Linked DNA regions of Astyanax mexicanus: region 1 is linked to region 2. Evidence: chromatin contacts called from public Hi-C data. All regions are on one chromosome and are shown on one strand. The core of a region is the stretch at or near the end of the contact, and the rest is flanking DNA. Distances in the headings are between cores, read along the strand shown.

Region 1 (4,940 bases), core at 194-2,693, 62 kb after region 2:
AGAGTGAAAGCTTTGTTGACTTATGGGCTACGCAATCATCACAAACCAGTTTGTTCAGCACCATTAAAAAATTTGGTTATGTTGGAATGCAGCAATGTGGAAATTGTGGGCTGCTATGCAATATTTGTTTTTTTCTTTTGCTGATACTGACACATAAAGTATAAATGTTATATAAACAGAATAAATCTTTTATATATATATATTTGTAGATTGTTCATTCCATCGCACTCACACTCGAAAATTTTGTATCTCCTTCTTTACGTTTTTTCTTTTTATTCATCTATTATGAATTTGACAGCCGTGTGCAAAAATATCATGATGAATGGACCAATAAAAATACTCCAAAATTACTTGGAATATTTTTTTGTGTTTTTTTAACATTGACTTCCATTTATAAAGTTAGAAAGTTGATATTTTGTAGAAAAGTAAAATATTGTATATTAAATAAAATGCTAAACATTTAACACAGTAGCTCATTCAGAGAGAATAAACTTAGTTTAGTATTTTAAATTACTCAACATAGAATATAGGTCTAATTTAAAGTGATTCAGTTAAATTATATAATATTTGTCTGTTCATATAAATACATTTCCAGTTTTATTGTGCTTTATATCAGTTAAAGGTACGATATAAGTTTATAAAGCTTCTAAATGCAATCGCCATGGCTATTGCAAAGGCAAGTAGGGCTTTATGGTGACTTATGCAACAGGCAATGTGCCAAATACAAATGCCAAAAGCCAGTTTTGTTTAGTTTTGTTTATTATTAATATTTAATTGTTTGTTAAATGTCTTTGTAGTTAGCTTAAAAATGATTTCTTTTTATTCTGTTAGCTTAAATAGAGTGTGTGGAGCCCTAGAAGGCACTGGGCCAGATATTTAAAAAAGCTTGCATGCACAGACACTGATCTAATGCATGAACACACGGGTCAAAAATAAACAGATCATGTTACATAAAGAATATTCTTAAATAAGCTGCTGACCAGCTGAACCACATTGTTGCCCTCTAAGAAAAGAAGGGGGCCAGTTTTAGCAGTAAAAATGTACTGCTGTAGTGACCTGACTGGAAGTGTAGAGGAGTGAAATGAACAATATCTACTTTTCAGGAGTAATATGTCCGTTCACACACGCTGAAATACTGCGAATTATAAACTGAATTAACGCATAAATGGAGTGTGAAGTACTTCTGTATACTCACCCAAAACCTGCGCCAGTAGAACCACTGCAGGAAACTTCATAATGTCCAACTTATTGAAGAACAAATGAGAGAAAATCCTTTAAATCGAGTTAAAACTTCTTTACGTAGGAAGATATTCCACACAGGCAGTCCTGACTTTAATCCGGAATTTTTTCCAACCAGTTCGGAGCAGACAGACAGCCAGACAGGCAGGCAGACAGACTGACAGACGGAGAGGCGCGACAGAAACTCTGCGCTGGTGAAGCGCAAGCATTTAAATACAGCCAGACCCACAGACGGTCAGAGCCCCGCCCACACACTGCCAGAGCCCCGCCCTCTCTGTGTGTGTCTGCCGGTGGTGGAGGAAGTATCCAAATCTTGTAGCTATTTAGTTAAATAGATAAATCCAAGGATAACTGGATCTGCCTGACAGGGTGTCGTCTATCATATCAGAAGAAATAGAATCATTTAGATTCATATTAGACACACAAACTATTTTGCAAAAACTGTTGGAAGCACATTTTTACATTATTTTATGAAACATGCCTCCCACAGCTACATTCTCTGTTATCTGGTCTAATTTAAAAACGCTAAAAGCGGGAAGCTACTCAACACTCATTATGGATTTTTCAGGGCACTTACTCAATCTACTCTGGGCATTTAAATTTAATTTACTTCATTTTCCTCATTTAATGACAGACCAATGGCACCACAGGTAGCCTCTCTCTCCCAGTTAAGGATGATCAGACTTTAGCGTTCTAACTTAAAAAAACATCAGACAATAACAGTATAGTGCTGTTTTATTGTGCACGTGTGTGCATGCGTAAAGTGAGAAATAGAACCGTATCGTTGGCAAGAGAAGACTGCTGTATTTTCATTCTTTAAATTCTGCTAAATGGTGTTCTTCAGTTATTTGTTTCATTTTGAAAGATTCAAAAAACACTATTATATAAATTATCCAATTATATCCTATTAGTCCTACCTATTACTAGCAATTACTTCAATTACTACTCTAGGAGGGTGCAGACTAGAACATGCCTTCATCAATACATATGAAGCCATATTATTCATATTATCACCACCTTTTATTCAAGGGCTGCCTATGCAGTCACAAATTACATTTATTTTGTTTACTACTATTTTGTTTTGTTTACTAGTGGTGTCAGTTAGACCAACCAAAAAGTCTTCAATATGTCCAAAAGTCTGTAAACACCTACTGAAACAAAAGTTCTTCTGACATCAGTGGTAGATACATAAAGTCTTTATACTCATCCACAAAATTATTGGATGGAGCTCCATCATTCCAGAGAACACAGGTTTTATAACTTCTGCCAATGCTTGGTATTTACAAGTTGACTTTTATCCATCATGATCCAGAGCATCCCATTATAAAGGTGATACAATCAAGAGCATGCAAAACGTCAACCACTTCAACTCATTTTACGAAGTACTGGATGGAGACCATCATCATTCCAGAGACCATCATCATCCCAATTTCATTGTTTTACAGTTCAATACTGGGGGCTTTATACCCTGCTACAGTCACTTCAGGCTCATGTGTCACTGTCCAATTTTATTGGCAATACTTTCCTATAAATGTAAAACAAGCTGTGTGTGAAAGTGTATGTAATAAAAAATACACTTCATGGACAGAAGTATTGAGACATATGAGCAATCATCGTTTCTTCTGAAAACAAGAGTATTTAATATAACTTGTTGGAGCAACTGTCTCTACAGTCCAGGCAAGACATTCTGTTAACTTACTAAGGTCAGGATGCTGGATAATCAAAAGTATGGTAGTGAGCTGCAAATGAAGGAATACTGCCATCTAGTGAAATTTATCATGACTTTCCACCCTTTCTCATAGATCTATTATTACTGTATATTCTGTCGTAAACCAATCAGGCTTGATAGTTATTGAACATCCAGAATGAATACAAGAATCTTTGTGTATCTAGCTAAATAAAGAAATGTTTGAACAGTGAATTCCCATTCTCCAGCAATAGTGACTCTGTTTGGCTGAGTAAAGGTGAGGTTTGGTACATTATCCCAACAAACTCTGAAGGCCACCATGTTGCTGCCTAAAAAACAAAGATCTCTGACGTTGTTCTGTGGAATATGCCACCATGATGTTGACAGCAGATTCTTAAAAGCAGCATTTATAGCATTTCTATTTTTAAATAATAGCTCCAAAATTATTGTGCTGTTCTATTCACTTGTGGAAAGTAGAATGGTGTCTCTGTCGTTTGTACTTTGGTTTGGGCCTGCTGCTAACTGCACCCTGTAACTTTGGTGAAATAAATAAACATGAAACATAAGAACATAAAAAACAGAGCTGTAAAAGGGAGCAATTAAAAAAAAATCAAAATAGTCGTACACCATCAAAATTATATAAATCAAACCTGCTAGAGAAAGCCTTTTACAGACTTTGAGGAAGCCAGGGAAGTTGTTAGGCTAAAAGCTTACCAAAGTCAAGGGGTTACAATCAGAGGTGGATTTGGAAGTTCTGGGGCCCCAACCTGCTGCTGCAAAAAATGGTGAGCTTTGTCAGACTTTCTGTGTTGGACTTCCTTTCCTTATTATTTATTTATTCATTTATTTTTGCCAACATTTTGGCCAGCAGGGGGCCCCCTGATCCCTGGTTACAATCTCTTGGGCTAGCTAATCACACTTCACACTAAGCAGAAAGCAATTTTACCTTGTAAGACTTAAGAATAATTGCAAAAAAATACAGTGTTCATGTTTCAGTGCTAAGTTTTGCTATGCTAGACTAATGCTGCATATGTAAATGTCAGTGATTTCCAAACGTCTATCCCCTATAAAATGCAGCAGATTTATGGGTGTTTGGTTGAATGTGGTAAATTTAGCCCCGTCACGTACAGACAGCTCCTCATCTGTGGAGGTGGTGGATATAAGTTCAATGGAACTCCTCAAAACAATTTTTTTTTCTGTGTTGTGTTCAAAACTCTGTTTATGAAAATTTCTCTCATCTAATTAGTGTGACACCCTCTAACTAACTGAGTATTTTTCACACTATAAGGTGGAATTCAAATCCTTTATTTTCCCAAAAATTGTAAGTTGTAAGGAGCAGTAAAGCCACTCCACAGAAGTACAGCATTACACAGGAGTTTCAGTGAAGTTTCTCCAGCACTGAGACTGGAGCAGTATTAACATTAGCCGTTAAACGCTTGCTCTTTTGCCGTTCAGAGGTGAGTATTATTGGCTTGTAGCCTGCTGCTAACCCTAGCTAGCACTGCTGGAGCAGCATTAGCATTACTTGCTGACCGCCCTAAGCGCTAGCTCTTTTTTTGTTCAGAGGTGAGTATTATCGGCCTGTAGTCTGCTTGTTTTCCGTGTTAAACAAGCTACATGGGGCAAACTAGGTAATATCGCCGTGGCTTTCTGAAAGACTTAGGGTTCGTCAGTGTAATGCTGAAAATCTTACCTGGAAATCGAAGTTTACTATAAATCCATCAGCTTAAAATCCATCACTTGACGGTAAAATATTTTTTTTTGTTTTAATTACAGTTTTGTTTACTTAACATTAACTTAGCTTAGCTTTACAGGTCTCGCCACCCAGCGGCAAGACCTGCTGAATTAGAAGAAAAAACACGGTGACACGCCTGTGTCTTACTAGTGTTGTGTGGCGGCTCTCCTGCTGCCCTATAGCACTTGTTAGACCCTTTGGTGGGAAGTTAGAAAGACGCGGGGAGGCAGGCTGTCTCTTTCTCTCCTCTGGTCTTTATTACTCTGCACATCTGCACAT
Region 2 (5,292 bases), core at 2,286-4,785:
CTCACACACACACACACACACGTCACTTCACACAAACACATAGGGAGTGTGTTCCCTGTCATATCAGAGCGATTTCACTGCAAAAACATTATTTATTTGCTCTAACCTTACCCTTGAATAAAGCCTAACTAATATAGGGTTAATGTTAAATTTATGTGTAGGGTTACATTCAAAAACTAATCATTTATATTCTGCTTCAAAGTTAACTGCATTTTGGTTCAAATCCTGATCATGTAGCTTGCCATCGACTACCGGAGCCCAGAGGGAGTACAATTGGCTTTGCTCTCTCTAGGTGGGTAGATAGCGGTCTTTTCCCTTATCACTCCTAGGGTGATGTTGCTCCACGTAAGGCTTCTGTGAGCTGATGTTTCGGAACTGAGTGCGCTGTGATGATATTCAGCAATGCTGCATTAGCAGCAGTTTAAAAAGATGCTGACTTCACATGTGTTGGTGGAGGCATGCGCTAGTCTTCACCCTCCTGGTGGTGGGGCATCACTAGTGATAGGGCGAGTCCTAATGAGTGAGTTTGGTCATTTATTGTGTAAATTGAGAGAAAATGTAACTGCGTTCAATAGACATTCAGCTAAATGTTAAATGTTGAGCCTATATGAGACTTGATGAACCCACCAATGAACCCACAGCCCCAGGCCACCAATCAATCATTCACGCCACTCAATAATAATGTACACTGATATGACAAAAGTCATCAGATAGTATAATGTAAACTGGTCATGAAGTGTTACAGCTTGGTAAAACCCACACCTGATGTGAGGTGTTATCTTGTGAACTATGGGATATGAATATGTTGGAGTGAGCTCTTTTAGTGTGTGCAAATGGATGGCTCAATCCTTCCATTTCTTAGGTTGTGTGGGTTTTTACATACAATAATCCACATTGGCACATGTGTACTGGGAAAACACCATACCACTCACAGTGGACAGTGCCGTGGTTGATAATGATCATGATCTTGCAGCTTTTGGTTAAAACTGTCTGTGTGAACAGACAAGTAACAAAAACAGGCATGTATTTGCTGGAAAATATCAGGTTAAGCAGCTATGGCCTAAATGTTAGATTCTAGTCTGTTCTAGGTCCTATGTGCAGTGTACAACCCAGACAACGCCCATGTTTACCCCTTCTGGTCCCACCACTGACCCTTGCCCATCACTCACTTTTATTTGTGGGGACAAAACTTTCTGGTCCCCTGTTTGGTTACATGCTATGAAAAAGAACAAATGAAAATCTGACATTGACTTTAAACCGTAGTTCAACAGAATTATTTAAAAAAGTAAACTTATTAAACAGGCCTAAACAAAAATGAGGTTACCCTTTAAAATATTGGACCAAAGTGGACTTAATATGAGATGACCAAGGAGGACATCACTGTTGAAAACAAAACATAAAAAAGCCAGACAGGAATTTGCCAAACTACATGTTGGCAATGACTAAGAGTAAAACATTGGACTAACATTGGGCCATAATATCTGCTGAGAGGTGCAGAAGTCTCATTGACAATTACAGGAATCATTTGATTGCAGCGTTAAGTTAAGGGTAACATCATTTCTGTCCAGGCCAGTTTCATTTGTTTAATATATATAATTCTGTTAAAGCATGGTTGAAAAGCAATGTTTGACCTTCATTTGTTAATTTTCATAGCATTTTTATTTATTATTACTTTTGTCAGATTTAAGTTATTTCTGTGACTATTTCTGTGACAGTTTTTCTTTCATTAACCACGCATAAGGCATGTTATCTGGGGCAGGGTTGGGACTGGAAGGTTACTGGTTCAACTGGCGCTACTGGTCTGGTAAACTTATAAAATCTGCAGGCAATCAAATATTTTTTCCCAACTGTATATTGTTCAAGAACTTGATAATGTAAATATTGTGACATTGCTAAATATTTCTAACATAAGACTGACAGCGTTGTGACAAATGACGTGCTGGCCCATCAAAGCAAACAGTCTGACATCATGTAGCATCAATGGGCTCGGTCCTGGTGTGGTCCATTAATGTTTTGGAAACGCTTCCACTTATCCCACCAAACAGATGTCAGTGCCAGTCTCCTGCCTGCCCACCCGCACGTCGTGGGCACACCCTGCGATGACAGCACTTGCTTTCCTGGCTCATTTGATTTTGTTGCAGGGCAGAGGCAGATGGAAACTCACACAGTGTTCTCTCCATGTTATTGGAGAGATAGAAGAGGCAGTGTGTGGGTGACACGGCCTACCCTCTTCCGGACTGAAGCAAAACATTAAAAACAATGCTCTCAGCACACCTACTGTATGACTTCATCTGGAATGAGGAACATGGTTACATGGTAATACATTTTACTGCCCTCTTTGGAAGGAGATTAAATGCTTTATATGTTTCCATTACCTCTTGAGACCTAGAAAAAAGGTCTTGATATTTAGATTTTTTTTAACTATTAAATGAACTATAAAATAATAATTTAAGTAATTCTCATTAGAAAGAGCTTTAAATCCCCAAATCTTATGGACTTTTAGGGCCAATTTATACTCCTGTGTCACACGTATGCCATAGCATACACTGTAGGCTGACATACACCTCCCCAGAATTGTAGCTATGCATAAGAGAAGCCTCTTGCTGCAGCCTGTAGATAAGCGGGGATATCCAACCTTTCCTTCCTACAGGCTGCAGCGAGACATACTTGACACATTATGTTGATGAAGAAAGCAACTGTTATTGGTCAGCTGCCTTTTATCCCTATTTTTCCTTTGCTGTCATTTTTAAAATTATTAAATCATCAATAGTTCAAGTGAAGGAGAGGCAGGGGAAGTACATATGCGTTGCAGGTATTTTAGCAAAAGTATCTGTTGTTTAACAGCTATTTGCCTGAACTGAGACAGAGTCTGTTCAGTTGCTGGAAAAGTCCTTATAGGCAAGTCAGTTTAGCAGCCATCTTTGCAAAGCAACTATTTGTTTCAGACTGTATAGACTTGCTCAGACTTCCATTTGTTTGAATTGTTTCAATTAACATTATTTGTAGTGCTCTGAAGAAGTCATCAATGTACCCAAAGGAAGTCAATTCAATGGTACAGAAAATCTAACAAAATTGCAAAAAAAGTCCCTGAGATGTGTTGTCCACACCTCCACAATTAAGGCCTTATTTTCTTGGCATAAATGGTGCTTGAATTATAGACTTATAGGGTCAGACTTCTGTCTACTACACTGGACAATAAAATGCCAGGATACATAAGATGTTAGGAATGTTTACCAATTGAGAATAATAATGTAATAACTGTAATAATATATGCAACTTAATCATAATGTACACACTTTCAAGCCTTTACACACACACAGGCAAATTTCACCTCAATTGTTGACCAGAGCAAATACAGCACTGCTACTGCCACTGCTGTAAGCTGGGCTTCAGGTAACAGGCCATATAAGGCCTTGTTCCGCAGGTGAGAGCAGCAGTTCTGGGACATGAATGAACTTGCTCCTGCTCAGCCTACCTGTGTGTCAGGTACACCTGGTACGCAGGGAAGGTTGGGAAACACATGAATGCGGCCCTTCCGGATGCGTTGAGTCACCCAGCAACCAATCAGTCCAAATAAACCTTCATACCAGTACCTACCTGCTGCTCAGCCCAGGACGAGGTGCAACCTCACTGAGTCTGTGAAAGTAGAGGTAATGGACCAGCAGGTGGCATAGTCACAACTGTCAGCACTGTTACTGTGTGGTTACATCACTGCACAAATCTGCAGAGTGTAAAATAATACAAAAAACTGATTTCATAATAAAAATTCTGTAAATATTGTGTTTTTTCTGCTTAAAATAAAACAAAGGAAAAATACTGGTAATTAAAAAATCCTTATTCACTGAGTTTGGGTTTATAAGGCCAAATGTACAAAAGTACAGAATGCTTTGATTAACTACCCTGCTAAAAAATCCAGTTCAACACCTGCTTATCATCCTCAAAAAAAAAAAAAAAAACATATAAAGATAGACCAGCTCATTAACTAGCTCTTGGCCGGCATAATGTCTTGTGTGAATGACCAGCTGGAATTGGGCTGTTTTTTTTTTTTGTTTTTTTTTTTAGCAGGGTATCTAAACCCAGGTAGTTCAAGTAAAGAGCAACAGATTCATCAACATCAACAACAATGAGTGGAATTTAGCTGGGTAAAATAACCATTGATAGTTACATAACAGTGTGCTTTTTTATAATTTAACACAGTAACTCATTGACACTCATGTCACTAAACAGCAAATCAGTAAATGTGTTAAAATTAATGGTGTCAATCAATTAGAACAAATAATTGGATTAATCACATCAGAATTATGTGATTAATGACAATTAATTGCACCTTTTCTACTTCTTAAGATTTTTAATAATGTACATTCAAATGTAAATACAAGAATCAGAGTTAGCTTGCCAAAACTGAATTACATTTATATTGGTAGTGTTAGTCTCTTAAAAATATTTACACAGATGCCTTGTGATGATCAACCTCACCTTAGGAGTGATGAGGGGAAAGAGTGCCATTTAGGCCAATTGAGCTCTCACAGGGCTCCGATAGCTGATGGCAAGCTGCACGAACGGGAATGGAACCAGCGATCTTCCAGTCATAGTGGCTGCGCTTTATAACGCTGGATGAATAAATGTCAGTATGAATAAAAAGTAACCTACCTTTTGAACTCAGCAGTAGTGACGTTGTGTTTACATTTCTAAGTAAAACACTAATAGTGAGTGAGTGAATTATCGGAGGAGTTTGTCACCAAACTGTTGTGACAAGATGTGATTAACCCTCTCATGCATGAATTATAATAAACTCAGTCAGGATTTTTTTTCTAAGTGTTTTTATACATCCTTAGGGATGTAAAACAAGGTTTGAAAAAAATATATATTCTATCTTTATTCGATAAAGAAATATTTATCTGTCCACTCAAGTGTACTTCATGCATTTTTTGTTGTAAAAAAAACACAAATGTAATTCAGTTATACAGTTGTAATATGTTATTCTATTGGAATAGTGGAACTGAGGAGGATATTGTGACACAAGAAAATGTCTCTGAACCGTAGAACCTTATAGAATCTTGATTGTGACTGGTATTATCATACTGTATTCTTGTCAAGTCTCTGAACTGTTAAGTGAGCATATTCTCTTATAGTATTTTATAGCATGTATCATATTTCCTGTCAAATCATGCTTGTTGCTAATTTCTGAGACTATTTTCTATGATGGTTGCCAAAGCATACAGGGCACAAAGCTACAAGACACTGCATGCAGATGTACTTGGTTCTTCGTGTGCTGGCATTTTATACTTTCTT

The links. Hi-C and Micro-C count contacts between places; a contact is called where the count stands out from the background.
Region 1: a contact with region 2 is called in a Hi-C map of muscle, with 20 times the contacts expected there. The contact joins the promoter of hbegfa here to the enhancer-like site in region 2. A contact is called at or near these places in 2 of 3 Hi-C or Micro-C datasets (both in muscle).

The regions. Positions count from the first base shown.
Region 1 is chr10:28,106,462-28,111,401 of AstMex3_surface, forward strand. It overlaps hbegfa (heparin-binding EGF-like growth factor a), which reads right to left and starts at 1,444. Exons shown (of 6, transcript XM_007229887.4): 1 at 1,196-1,444. The coding sequence starts at 1,235.
Region 2 is chr10:28,042,451-28,047,742 of AstMex3_surface, forward strand. No RefSeq gene overlaps it. Among protein-coding and RNA genes, the nearest start is that of si:ch73-43g23.1, 14 kb to the left of the region's middle. Within about 2 kb of position 3,536, the one cell type or tissue checked has an H3K27ac peak away from gene starts, as active enhancers do.